2 separate regions of the Macaca mulatta genome follow, and region 1 is linked to region 2. Evidence: chromatin contacts called from public Hi-C data. All regions are on one chromosome and are shown on one strand. The core of a region is the stretch at or near the end of the contact, and the rest is flanking DNA. Distances in the headings are between cores, read along the strand shown. Region 1 holds the start of LOC114677745 (a long non-coding RNA gene). Region 2 holds the start of TGFB2 (transforming growth factor beta 2).

Region 1 (7,743 bases), core at 2,047-4,546, 1.2 Mb before region 2:
AACTAAACTCATGAGTATGACTTATTTTGTCTCTACAAAGATTTTTTTTCCTTTTCCATTGACAACCCTAGATTCAGGCAAACACAAAGGTCACTCTGACTTCTATTTTGAACTTATATACTGCCCCAAAAGATTAATGAAGTGCCAAAGCCAAGCCAAGTGAATCCTAATCCAAACATAGTTAACAAAGCAAGTCTGCTTCCAAGAAAATTTACGTATGGGTTTGAAAAACTAAAGAGAAAATTATTACTGGATAACCTATTATATTAGTGAGATTTTACTGGTGGAGACAATTAAGAGTCAACTATATGTATTTTTGTGAGCCACTCATCTGTCCACACTGTCCAGATTGTTTTTAAATCTATGGAAATTTCCATCCAGGGTATACTTTCCCTGTTTGCTTCCATCAACATTTCTCTGCTCAAATAGTTCCTTTTGTGGTTCAATTTTTCCATCTTTTTAATATAGTGGGTTGAGCCCAGCTGTAATTGTGCATGGTTATATACTGACAACCCACATAAACAAACATCAACAAACACAGTCCTTTGATAGGGTGATGTCATCACAATGAGAGTTTCAAAAGCAAATACAAGTGGGCAACTTGGACACCTGTGTCAGCTCTTCTTAGTCCTCCCTCCCCTTGCCCTTGATGATGAAAGAATTATCTTTACTGAAGTTGGAATGCTGTGTTGACACCAGCTCCCCTAGCACCAACCCTGGAAGATCAATTTCACGTCAAATTGTTTAGATTGATACTGAGACCACCTGGGCATCAGCTGTCAGGAAACTCAGGGCTTTGCTTAAACAGCAGGCAGCTATCAAAATAGGAGAGTGAAAGAGAGAGAGAAAGAGAAAAAGAGAGAGAGAAAAGAGAGAGGCTATCAGACTTAATACTGGCACATATTAGAGAGCTACAGAACTCTCCCAGGTCTGGTAATGTTGCTGCTACCATTTGTCAGGTGTACAATCGACCTGAGAATAGGGATAATGGGATCTTTGTAGGATCCTGAATCAACATTCTAAACAATTCAACCACTGTTCGCAGGTTAGAGCCATACCTCCCTGACCCTTCTCCCCTCTCTTCTCAAAGAAACCACTACTCCTCCCACCTCCCGGGAGCATTACATCAATGGGTACATTCACTTTTCCTCAATATGACAGCTGGTTAAGTGACACCATGAGATTCCCTCCTTAATAGCTCATGTATAGAAACAGCTGTTAGAATGATTTCTCATGTTGTTCAACCTTGTTTCCAGCATCGGAAGATTTAGGGTTTGGATTTTGTGCATGTTTGGAGAGACTTCCCTCTTTTGTTTTAAAATTTTTTAATGTTATTAAGAAAAAGTGAATGTGTTTTATGGTTTAAAAAATGAAGGGAGGATAATTTGCTTTTGAGATTTATAAAATAATCTTTTTAACCATTTTCATTTCGGTATTGAAAATGGCACATATCACATGTGCCTTCGTAATAACAGACAGGGAGGAAAATTTGGGCTCAGCTGTGATGAGCTGGTTTGTGACTGGAGATGTCCCAGCGCCCTCAGTCTTGCTGCAGCCCTCCTCTCCAGCCCGTACTCTCCCCGGCTCCATCTCCCTTTGCCTTTGCTTCTCACAAGCCCCTTGTCTCTTTTTAAAAACCACCAAGCCAGATCCACAACTCCCCTGAAAGAATTTGTTTCCCTCTCTATTAGCACTAGGAAGAAAATGGAAGTAACTCAAAGAGCAGTGTCAAATAAATAAGTAAAAATCTACCTTGTTGCTCACTAAAGCCAGTAGACTCTCATGGTGGAAGTCCAGGGATGTGATTATGGATTTGCAAAGGTGAAAAATCAGAACTATTGGACTGACAAATGAACTGTAGGAACGAAAATCATGGGTTTTTTTAGTTGTTCTGTGTATAGCTCAGAACGAATTTCCCAGAGACTTATTGGAAAATGTCTTTATTATAAAGTTTTTCAGACATCAAGAAGAACAGAAAAATGTCTTTCTTGACAGGGCTTAATTTCCAGAACACACTTATTTTTTGCTTCCCTTTAGGTTGCAATTCTGTCTCTTGCAAAGGGTACTAATTTTCTCAGTAGGAGAAACTGTGATATAGATGTTTAACCATGCTATCTTCCCAGTTACTTCCATGATGCATGAAACAGTTATAAGGAGGAAAGGTAATTGAAGTTTTTCTTTGTACATTTAAACATCATCGATGAACAAATATTATCTTCGGAATATACTTCATTGACTTGAATTCTCACCAAGGCACAAATTAGATCTATCTAAGAGAAGAAAGAAAAGTTGGAAGTACTGGATCTCATAAAATGTGCTGTGTATATGTACAACATTTTCCTGAGCCCAGCACTGTATCAGTTTGGGGACATATACAGTAATATGAAGTTTTTGTGGTCTTAATTATTGCATCATGAAAGGATTATTTGGCTCAGATCTGGGAGGCCCCAAAACAGTCCATCTTCACTGGAGAATTTACAGCAGTGCCTAGTAGTAAATTTAAATTCATTCATATAGGATTTGGTCCATATAGCCAAGTAGATCCTTCTAATGGAGCCACATTGTTAAATGTGCAAATTAACAACCTGATGCTGAGTCTAGAAATAGAATAGGTAAGAAAATTAATTCTGTAATATATCCACATGCTCACCTCATCTACACAATTGTTGAATGCTGACCATATTTAGTTAACGATGCAGAAAAATTGCCTTGAGAACTAGAGATCTAATTTTTCTTTTGTCTTGTGGTAAGCCCCCAGTTCTTTAGTATGAAATGTATGGGATTCATTTCTTTCTTTTTTCTTTTTTTCAGGTGTTAGTTGTCTCATCAGAAGGGGGACCCAAAATACTGTAGTTCCCTAGGTATTTGCTCACCATTCTCTGATGCACAAAAGGAAAGGGAATGAGGGAGAGGGAGATGGAAAGGGAAAAGGAGAGAGATTAATTCATTATTTAGATCCTTGGGAATCCCTTAGTGGTTTATTTGTTGTGCAGAGCCAGGAAACCAATCCATTCAAAACTTTCTCCTTGCTGGCAGATTTTTCAAAGCTGACGTTTCTCTGCTGACTGTGCACGTCCTCTTATCATGTGTTTGGTTTTTCAATATCTAGCCATTTCACAAAGAAAAGGACATTTATTTTCAATTAATAAACTACCCTGCAGTTATCCTTTGTTCATAGCCATGGAAATGCTTCTGTGTGTGCAGACGACAGCTTACACATTAAACAACTCTTTCTATCAGCTTCCCAAGCTGTCCCAGTTCCTGGCTATGTTTTCCAGGTTGCCTTCTTCCTGGCACGTTATGCCTGCTTACTGGCAGATCTGCAGAGAAACACCCACGTGGCCGTGGGCACATCACATTTCATGTTCATTTACAAACTGATAATTAATGTCTTTTATTCACCCGATGCCTTGAGAAGATTTTCATCATTGGTATCTGTAAATTAGGTGACTTACTTTCAGTAGACCTAATGTCTTCCCCTAGAAAGCATAATTATGCTTTGAAAAAAGCCATTCACTGATTTTAGTGAAATGAGTTGTTATTTTTGAAAACAGTTAGTGCTCTAATTCTCTTGTTATGGCAATCTGTGTTTGGAACTCCAGGACTGTGTGGATGCAGAATGAATTGTAAGATCCTGAGAGCAGCATTGGCTCTTTCTCATGTCTGTATTTTCATATTGAAAACAGATTTGAGAAAATTATGGCCTATGATGTCGATGCACAGATATAGGTGTAAATAAAGAGATGACCTAGAGAAGCATATTTAAGCTGGGCCGCAGTGATCCAGGGAAAATGTATGTCAGCTGGGAGCAGTGGCTCACGCCTGTAATCCCAGCACTCCACTGAGGTGGGTGGATCATGAGGTCAGGAGTTCGAGACCAGCCTGGTCCAGATGGTGAAACTCTGTCTCTACTAAAAAATACAAAAATTAGTCGGGTGTGGTGGCGGGCGCCTGTAATCCCAGCTACTCAGGAGGCTGAGGCAGGAGAATTGCTTGAACCCAGGAGGCGGAGTTTGCAGTGAGCCAAGATAGTGCCACTGCACTCTAGCCTGGGCGACAGAGCAAGACTCCGTCTCAAGAAAAAAAGAAAAAAAAAAAGAATATATATGTCATTCTCACTATTCCTTCTGCTGCTTCCTTTAAGTTTTTCCCATTCGTTCTAACTCAGCAAGCCAAAATACAACATTCTTTCATTTCTATTGTCCTGAGAAAAATGGTTAAAGGACTGAACTAAGATTAGAACACATATAAAAATCAACCTTGATGCTTACAAAAATAAAGCAAGACTCTAATTCTGAAATCTCTGCCAGTGTGAATATAGTGGATGCTACTTGTTTGAGTTAAATATCAAATTTTCCTCCAGGCTGTTCACAGTTCCTTTCTCCAAAATACTTTGTGGGAGGTGGAGATTTTCCCAGCACAACTGTTCCAACAACATTCTCAACAGAAACAATACATGATCATTATACAAAGTTCACCAAATACAGAAATGTACAAATATGAAAATGAAAATTGCCATATCCCAACCATTCGTGAATCACTGAAACATTGTACTGCATGTCATTCCAGTTTTATTCTGTAGATGAATGTGACTACCAATCCATCCATCCTTTATTATTTATTCTAACTAGCATACTACGCACAGGTTTTTTTTAGCTTAATTTATTTCCCTAAGCAATATATACATTTGCCTTATCATTTCGATGACTCTGTAGTATTCCAGTATATTCCTACATCATCATTAACTTAATTATAATTACTACTCATAATTAACTAATTCCCTATAATTAACCAATCCCCAATCAGCTGATCTGGATGGTTTCCAACATTAATATATTTTTAATACTTGTTTAAAATATTGAAGATAAGGCTAGACAACACAAGCAGGAATAGAAAAAATTATTTTGTCTGAATCAGAGCCTCAGATTCATTTATAATTTGATGGGATGTTGTCTTAGTCTGTTCTCACGCTGCTAATAAAGACATACCTGAGACTGGGTAATTTATAAAGGAAAAAGGTTTAACTGACTCATGGTTTCACATTGCTGGGGAGGCCTCACAGTCATGGCGGAAGGTGAATGGAGAGCAAAGTCATGTCTTACATGGTGGCAGGCAAGAGTGCTATTGCAGAAAAACTCCCATTTATAAAACCATTAGATGTAGGGAGACTTATTCAGGACCATGAGAACAGTATGGGGGAAACTGCCATAATGATTCAATTATTTCCACCTGGCCCTGCCCTTGACACCTGGGGATTATTACAATTCATGGAGAGATTTGGGTGAGGACACAGCCAAACCATATCAGATGTTTATATACTAAAAATTAAATATTATACTAGTTTAAAACTTATGAAGTTCTTCCATACAAGTTGGTAGACTTATTGTATATAAATTAGGGATTATAGACAAACCATATCTATTATCTAGATATTAAGTACCTTTATTAAAATATAGGTATAACATTTATAAATGATATCATAAGGAACAAAGGGGCTAAGTGATACTGTCCCAGTTACACAGTGAATATTTTGGAAAAACAAGCTAGAAATCATAGTCTCAGAGCCTACATCTATGTTCAGACACTCAGAAATCCACTTGAAGGGGTTGAAGTCTATGATTGCCATTAAGATTCATTTTGGGGTCTAGCGATCTATTTTTCAATGTTCTGTATTTGATGTTTTTCAAATTGCAAATGGCAGTTCATACTTTTTAAAAAAATAAATGTACTAATAGAAAATAAAGGTGTAAAGGACAAAACGACACATTTCAGGGCCACCATACATGGTTGGGAAAGTTCTGCATTGCAAAAGGGCGTAATAGTTCATGGGGTTCCTGTCATGGCAGACAGTGAAGATTTTTATATTTATTACAGTAATTTTTTAGTAGATGACAGTATATTATGACAATGTTCCAACAGATAGAAATAAAGTGTCTTGAGTAAGAGGTATCTTTAATTGGCAGCATCTCTGATTACTCTCCAAACCCATGTCCTTTCGTCACCTTCTTATATTGCTGAATCAATAATATCTGACAGAAATTGTCTAAGTCAACTGATGTCTTCAGTGGAGGTGTCCTGTCTCTTATACAACTTATGATGTGGAACTTGAAAGGCCTAATGGGATATAGTAGCTACTGATAGCTCATATTTCAAGCAACCATGGATATAAAATCATCAGAATTTTAATTTTTGCCATGTAATTCAGTGGAACATTTCTGTAATCGATGCTCATATTAATGTTAGAGAAAAGCATTGCCTCATCTTGAAATACTTTCTAAACTTTCAAAGAAAGGTTAAATTATATTCAAGATTTGTGTAGTGTTAGATTTTTTTTTTTTTGTTATGTTCTTTGAAAATGGTTGATCTATTGCTTATATGTGCAATGAGTCTTTGTTTGTTTGTTTGTTGGTTGGTTGGTTGGCTGGTTTTTGATACATGGTCTTGCTCTGTCACCCAGGCTGGAGTGCAGTGATATGATCTTGGCTCACTGCAACCCCTGCCTCTCAGGCTCAAGCGACTTCCCACCTCAGCCTCTCAAGTAGCTGGGACTACAAGCATGTACACCGCCACATCCGGCTAATTGTTGTATTTTTTTGTACAGATAGGGTTTTGTCATATTGCCCAGGCTGGTCGCGAACTCCTTGGGCTCAAGCAATCAGCCCACCTTAGCCTCCCAAAGAGCTGAAATTACAGGTGTGAGCCATTGTGCCCAGCCTGTGCAAGAGTCTTTATTGGAATAAATTAAATTACGTATTTATATGGGGCTTCAAAACATCTTCCCATAACCTTGGTATTTGATCTTTGCAACTGGCAACAATATGAGGCAGGAAGTGTCAGTTTCCCAGTTTCCCTGTAGAGGAAGAAACATTGGCTTAGTGCTGTGGTTTGAATGTCCTCTCCAAAACTCATGTTGAAACTTAATCCCCAATGTGGCAATATTAAGAGGTGGGCCTTTAAGAGGTGATTGGTTATGAGGGCTTGGCCTTCATGGATGGATTAATCCATTCTTGAATTAATGGGTTAATGGATTAATGAGTTATCATGGGAAGGGAACCGGTGACTTATAAGAAGAGGAAGAGAGTCCTGAGTGGGACATGGGAGCACCCTCAGCCCCCTCTCCATGGGATACCCTGTGGGTCACTTCAGAGTCCCCACCAGCAAGAAGGCTCTTTCTCACCAGATGTGTTCCCCCACCCAACCTTGGATGTCTTAGTCTCCAGCACTGTAAGACATAAATCTTGTTTCTTATAAATTATCCAAATTGAGATATTCTCTTATAAACATTCAAAAACAGAACAAAGACATTTTGAGAGGACGAGTATCCTGCCCAAGGCCCCGTCATCACAAAGATGTAGGGCCAGTTGGGTACTCAGTCATAGGGCCCCACAGTGCTTTAGAGGGGAAATAATAAGAAACCACCATTTTCTGACCACCCTAGTTAAATGGGGATTTCCTCTGCTTTGGGTACTATAAAAGATACCAGCACAGCTCATGGGATTAATGTCCTCTTCTCTGTTAGAGGAGTCCCTTGCTGTGATTCTCTTGGATACATTTTAGAACTTTCTTCCATGTTTCTCAAACGCGGCGGGAACACATTTGCTTCCACTTTCTGCTCTGTCCCCCGATCTCTCACACACATTTGATAGGCTGGATGAGTCTACTAATGATTTTAGTGACTGATATGCAATCTAATAGAACAACAGACTATTAATTAACATCAATAAATAATGTACTTTGGTTCAA
Region 2 (7,011 bases), core at 1,790-4,289:
AATTAGAGCATATTTGTAATACTTGAGCTGAAGTCACTCCCTGAACGCTAATAAGTTGGTGGTAAAAAATGAACCAGTGATCTTTCCCATGCCTTCATCTCTGGGGCTTATGACCCTCGCCAGATTCACTGCAAGGAATGGCAGGCACACTCCCTCCCCACAGCCACTTCAGTGACAGCTGAGTTAAAAGTTAGGCAGAAAAGTCCTAAAGAGGGAAAGCTAGTATATAAGCCAATACTGTACTTTCAATTTGCTTTTTAAAAATACGTTTTTTTCTTTTTTCTTTTTTGGAAAGGTTTGCTATATTCCAGTATAACTAGAAAGTGCTGGAAAATCAGTTAACCTATTTTCTATAAAATTATCCAGTCCTTGCACAGTAGTATCGAACCTGCTATTAATATGGCTTTCTGCTCCTAAACTTCCACACAGAATACAGACTTTTTAAAGCCTGTTTTCTTTGTATGAAAACTGGCAGCATATTTTATTTATCCTGGATGTATCGGAGGTTTTCATTTATTTGGTGGCTGGGGTGAAATGGAGAGGAGAATCCACACATTGATGTTAAATGCCATACTCTGAAATCCTCCTAATAATCTAGAAATTTTTCCAGTTTGTTGATGATCATGACCCCGGGTTAGACCATCTCAGCTCCTCAGACTGAAGTGTGTTTGAGAGAACAAAGAACTAATGCCCTCTTGGGTTACCTGCTCTCTCCACACCTATTCAGTAATGAGATCAGAGCTCCTTTCTGTGTTATAAAAGCACTGGGAGTTTATTAGACCTCTTGCATATAAACATTGAAAGATGAGCTATTCAGGTTCTACATAACATACTCTCCGCTCTGCCCAAATACCAGTAGAACCAATGCATGTGCTAGAGAAAGCAAACTGACTCAACTCCTTGTTTGTCTCAATGGTTCTGGACTAATTAATGAACTTTCTTTACTAATATCTCCTTGGCTCCACCCCAGATAGAAAACTTTACTTCTCAAAGGGGATACCCAGGGGTGGAGTGTATTTATCACCACTGTTATGGATAGCGCCATAATTACAATAATAAAATCATCCTGCTTGCCAGAATTCTCTGCATCTGTTCTGCTATTGAACAAGAACAAGAGAAGCTGCAGCAAAATAAAGGTCACTAGGAAGACTGGGGTTAGATACATGGGCTGACTTCCGAGACCATCAAGTACAAGACATGGCAGGTCACATAGCTAGCACTTGCCAAATTAAAAATAAATATTAAAAAAGAAAAGCACCACCCTGCAATTAGAACCTTTAAGATAAAATTACCAAGATGGCTGTATTATCTATTTAGGCAAGACACAGAGACTTTGCAAAGGCAGCCAGCAAGTATATAGGGCATGGAAAGGGGAGGAGAGAAATGAGCAACCAATGAAAAGTTTATGACTTGCGATTTGGAATACACAAATGTTGAAGAGGTTCCCCCCACCCCCCACCGCCCCTACTTTGCTTTTTCTTCTTCCTGGTATTTAACCCTCTCAGGTATCAGTGAATGATGCTGCCTCTTTTCTTTTCTTTCTTCTCTCTCTCTCTCTCTTTTTCACTCTGAAATAATTCTACACTGTCTCTTCCTTTCCTCTACAATAAATCATTTCACTCCTATTGCTACCGTATGCCAGCTGGTTTTGAGGACACTGTTCTCAGAGAAGCCAGTTTGCAAAAAAAAAAAAAACGGCTATCATCTACTCTGAGTTTTAGGAATGCATTGAAGTAAGTGCAGGAAGCCTACGAAAAGGCAAGAGCAGGATAAGAGACCCGTAAGAAAAAAGATCTGCTACACTGGAGATCTGAAGAAGGCAGGTTTGAGTGTATTCTGAAAAATAACGTGAACTAAAACCTTTTAAAACAGTCAGAAACGGAGTTGTCCTTTCTACACTCCAGGTGAAGCGAAAAGGGAACGTGGTTATAGGATTTTGCCTTTGGGTAATGAAACACCTAGTGATAGCAAACGACACATCAAGGACTGAGGGTTTCCAGGTAGGTTTCTCGAGGGGTCTCCAAACCGAGTTTTGTCTCGGCGATGCTGACATTTTTAGGGGAGTTAGAGACAATAGAGAAGACTTGGGGAACCAGTTGATAGGTCAGCACGGAAAGGGGGCGCTTTCCGGAGAGGCTAGCTTTGAGACACTTTTTTTTTTTTAACCCTTCGTGCACCAGTTCGGCGCGGTCCACGCCAATCGGAGCAAAGAAAACAAACCTACCAAGATTCCCCAGTTTAACTCTGCCCCTGGGAGCACCTCAGTTTGACAGAGTGGGGCTGACTCCTAGCTGGTGGCGGACTAAAGAACTTCAGTGAAGAGAAAAAGAGAATAACGCCTTTTAAAGCGCTGAATTGTTAGGGGGAAGGGAAAGATGGAGAAAATAAAGTACAAAGTAAACATTTTAAAGCCTAGTGGCCTCAGGCATACAACTGGAAAGGAGGTGGATGGGGCGAAGGACAGGAGAACGGGAAAAAAGCGAACGGGAACCGCGAGAGGGAAGGGCGATTCCGGGAGCTGCTGCGTTTTTGAGAGCTCCGGGCAGCGCTAAACCTCGGGGGATGGAAGTCAAAATGAGTACTTACTTTCGGAGGGGAAGAAGGGCGGCATGTCTATTTTGTAAACCTCCTTGGCGTAGTACTCCTCGTCGCTCCTCTCGCGCTCGCAGGCGGCCGCTCTCCGGCTCGCCTTCTCCTGGAGCAAGTCCCTGGTGCTGTTGTAGATGGAAATCACCTCCGGGGGGACTTCCTCGGGCTCAGGATAGTCTTCTGGGGGACTGGTGAGCTTCAGCTTGCTCAGGATCTGCCCGCGGATCGCCTCGATCCTCTTGCGCATGAACTGGTCCATATCGAGTGTGCTGCAGGTAGACAGGCTGAGCGCGACCGTGACCAGATGCAGGATCAGAAAAGCGCTCAGCACACAGTAGTGCATTTTTTAAAAAGGTGGAAAAAAAAAGTTGTTTTTAAAAGTCAGAAGAAAAAAAAATCAACAATTCTCAAAGTATAGATCAAGGAGAGTTGGGTTTTTTTTGTTTGTTTGTTTGTTTTGTTTTGTTTTTGATGCGACACTTTTGCAAGCAATCTAATCAATGCCCAATAGAAAAACGTATCTTGCTTGAATTCCTTAAAAAAAAAAAAAAAAAAAAAAAAAAAAAAAAAAAAAAAGGCTAGTAGTTCCAAAAGTGGAAATACTAATACGGGACGGGCAGAGGGAACCCTGACTTTGGAGAGTAAGAAAAAAAAAAATTCTTGGAGCAACGAGATGGGGAAAAAAAAAAGAGACGAGTGGCTATTAAGTAGAAATAAATTTAAGAGGAGGAAATGGAGTTCAGTGTGTCAGTCTCGGGTGCGGAGTGGCGGATCTGAACTCTGCTCCTCCGGCCAAAAGGGAAGAGATGAAAAAAGGTCCCGGGGCTGGCAGCTGGCGAACTGACGGGAGGGGCGCCGGGAGCGCGGTGAGGGGGGCCGCAGAGGCTGACCTGGGCTGAAATTTATATATTTAAAGAAGGAGCGGTTCGGCCCTGCCTTCCACTGCGGCGCTGAGAGCAGGAGCAGCAGCAGCTCCGGAGCAGAGAAGCGCACACGTGTGTGCGTGTGTGTGTGTGTGTGCGCGCGTGTGCGCGCGCTGGGGGCGAGCCCGGCGCGCCGCGGGGAGGAGGGTGCGCTTCGCACGGCGCTCGGGACTCGGTCGGGTGCCGCAGGGGCCGCAGAGGCTGCAGAGGCGGCGCGGATCCTGCTCCGGGAGCTGCGCGCCGTGGCCTACACCCGGGCGGGCGCGCGCTGACCCGCTTGGTTACTCCACGTTGCTGCCGCCGCCGCTTGCAAACGCTTCCAGCCTCCAGCTCCCTCCTTCTCCTGCTCCTCCTTCTCTTGCTCCAAACGCCAACCCAGCCACAGACGATCGGCCGTCGCGGTTCCGTTCACCCCCTGCGGATCACAATGGCAGCCCTTGCGACACCCTGGCTGGGGAGTTTTATTCCTGAGGGGGTTGCGCAGGGGCTCCCTTGGACTTCCACCCTTTCCCAACCTCTCCTGCCTTCTCCCCAACGTGGAATTGCTCGCTTAGGGTAGGTAGGCACTTGCCACCCTAAAATAGACCCTCTCTGCCTCCTCCTGTCTGCAGCCGAGCAGCCCCCTCAGTTTGTTCCTGGATGACTCCCTAGACCGTTAGGCTGATATTCTCCATCCACCTCCCCTGCCTCTTTCACTTGCGCTCTCGCTCTGCTGTCTTTCTCTTTCTATCTCTATCTGTCTCTCTCTTGTCAGGAGCTTCTGGAGCTCCGCTCGGAGCGAACCTTCTGCTGCCAGCAGATAACATCACGATCTTGCCGGAGAGGAGAGATTTATAAGTTCTCTCTGAACCACGTGTCTGCCTTCAACAAAGTGACGTGCTAGGATTACAGTCAGAAGTCCTCTCGTTACTTAGACCACGAGCTCTCCCCTAACCGTTGAGGGGGTGTGGAAATGAGGACCGCTGTGGGGAAGGGAGGAAGGCGGTGGAATGTGCGCCCTGACAATAGTGATTTACGGTATTTACTTTCTAGTCATTTTGGACAGGTCTGTTGAAGGACAATCAAGTTTCCCGTTTTTACTTAGTGGAACTCAGTCACAGCCTCCCAAACTGAATCACTTGCCCTAGAATGGAAGGCTTTCCTCCTGTATTATGTGTGCACACACACCCCTGTGGGAGGGAGCACCAGTCTACTCAGGGCCAGGCCAGTCCTGAAGACATACCTTCCAATCTTTTAAATTCATGTCCTACCTCTAATTTTCTGGGATGCCTTAACAGGTTGCCATCCTAGAGTTTATTTTGTTAGTTTGTTGTTTACAATATAGCCCTCTGTTTATGAACTGCTGGAAAACAGAGATCCATCAATTTTACCTAAAGAATAAGGTATATTTGTCTGTTTCACTGACTTGAATGGTCACCTTTATCATTTGCTGCCTAAGCCACTTCTTGTATGGCTTTCTCTTCACCTTCTTGCTAGGCTAAACATTATCAACCAACTTCATTCTTTCCACAGCATTAATCCAGGAAGCTGGAATTTTAGTGTTTGATGTCTACTGTTCTACACTATTCATAACTTGACATTTTCAATTTCAACCAAGTCTAAATTAGATGAATACAAGAAAAACTCTTACCACTGTTCCACTTTCCCTTTTTCTTTTATTTTACCTTTAGTTACTCAAAGTCAACATTTTCATTTCGGCATGACTCTGCAGCCATACTGACTAGACAGATGATTTAAATTGGAAACTCTGTTGAATTTACCCCCAAACCCAAGATCTCTATACTATTCCCAATTCAGATGTTCCCTAGTTCAGAAAAGTCACAAAGAACTTTCTATCACTTTTGAAATTTATACTTTAGATGTATATGGGGCCTAGATTATTAGTAGAGCATTGAATAAATAAAATAATAATAGCTAACATATCCTACACTTAGTAATTTGATGTGTGTTGTGTATGGTCATTTAATCTTCACAATAAACCTATAAAGTAGGTATTATTATCCATATTTGGCAGATGAGGAGACAGGTACAAAGAAGTTAAGTACTTTGTTCGAGACCACAGTAAGTGGTAGAGCTGGATTTTTGCAGTCAGGATCCACTATGTTCTTACCTACTATGTACTTGTGAGAAACAGTGGTCCCAGAATATGTTCTGACAAACAGGAATTCTGGGGTCAAACAAGTCTGGGAGATACTGGGTACTCTCCTGTCCTCTTAGATTCCTCATTCCGGAACATTTTCATGTTAAAGGCTCTGAAACTCGTGTAGAAGAGAAGACCTTTTCACTCTTTTAACCCAGCATTTTCCGAACTCCCTTGAATACAGAATTTTTTCCATTATCACACATTGAAAAACTCTGGAATAAAATAATTGGTCCAACTCACCATTTCTGAATAATTCTAAAAATTATGTATAAATCAGCACCAGCAGGTTCCTTTCCTTGACACCAGTTTTGAATTGAAGCAACTTGAAAGGAGTTAGAAACCAGCTACCATCCCAATAGCCCAAGGAAAAGATAATCAAGAGGTGCTACTGTCAGCCTAGTAGTTTCATCCAGTTAAGTCCTCCCTCTGAGATCAGTTTGAGAACTGCAGTAGGCTAGCTCTACAGATTGGACAAAAAGTGAATATTCCTACATCTGTGGCCATTATAGACACAGAGCAGGAGCTCCAAACCAGAGCTACTGAGTGAAGATGCTGCTGTGGAATATGGCTGGTTACCTGAGTTAGCTATCACCATATTTTGCTGAGGATATAGGTTCAGCTTCCCCACAAGCCAGTGAGCATCTTTCATGTTTACAGACAACCTTCTTGGTACAGATACTGATGCACCTTAAGTAGATTCAGATTAGAGTGCAGATAGAGTAGCAAGAGTCCATTTACATCACTTCTAGGAAAACGGCATCTAAACCATAAATTCTGATGGCCACCCCTCTTCCTTACATAGACATATACAGTTTTGTTCATAATACTTAGTTTATTGAGTACCTATTGCTCACTTAACAGCTTAACAGCTCCTTAGACCTGAGACCCCTGACTTACTCATAAAAGGCTACTTTAATTTCCCCAAAGCCCAGGAGGGTAAGACGGGAGGTATTGGTAGAAGCTGCTGGAATGGGTAAGTGCAGTAAGTGAGTATAGCAGGAGAGGAGGAGCCCCTTTCCACCTCTCAAATGATCAGTTCTTTGAAGACCTAACAGGCAAGATTGCTAGAGCTGTATCCCTGGTAACTGTAAATGAATCCTTTCTTCTATTAAATAACTATTATAATGTTTTTTCATCTCTATATTTAAGAGGCAAAACATTCACTAAATTTATGGAGGTCTTATGTGCCAGGGTCTCCACAGTCTTCATGGTAAAATGGTATTTAAATGATATACACCATCTTGATTACTTCAAGGAGGCAGGAGAGTACAGTGGTTTAAAGAGCAGGCTCCAGTCATGGTTTCTTGGGTTCAGATTTCTGTCACTTTCTGGCTTTGTGATCCTGAACAAGTTACT

The links. A called contact is a pair of places that touch in the nucleus more often than the background predicts.
Region 1: a contact with region 2 is called in a Hi-C map of fetal cortex germinal zone, with 4 times the contacts expected there. The contact joins the enhancer-like site here to the promoter of TGFB2 in region 2. A contact is called at or near these places in 4 of 14 Hi-C or Micro-C datasets (fetal cortex germinal zone, fetal cortical plate, fibroblasts and 1 more).

What each region holds. Positions count from the first base shown.
Region 1 is chr1:77,318,089-77,325,831 of T2T-MMU8v2.0, reverse strand. LOC114677745 (a long non-coding RNA gene) reads left to right here and starts at 7,048. Exons shown (of 5, transcript XR_013411028.1): 1 at 7,048-7,224. It overlaps LOC144337643 (a long non-coding RNA gene), which reads right to left. Exons shown (of 3, transcript XR_013411025.1): 3 at 5,476-6,850. Within about 2 kb of position 3,296, at least 4 of the 40 cell types and tissues checked have an H3K27ac peak or open chromatin away from gene starts, as enhancers often do. A contact at or near this core is called in fetal cortex germinal zone and fetal cortical plate, where this site is marked.
Region 2 is chr1:76,069,309-76,076,319 of T2T-MMU8v2.0, reverse strand. It overlaps TGFB2 (transforming growth factor beta 2), which reads right to left and starts at 3,039. Exons shown (of 7, transcript NM_001266518.1): 1 at 2,587-3,039. The coding sequence starts at 2,932.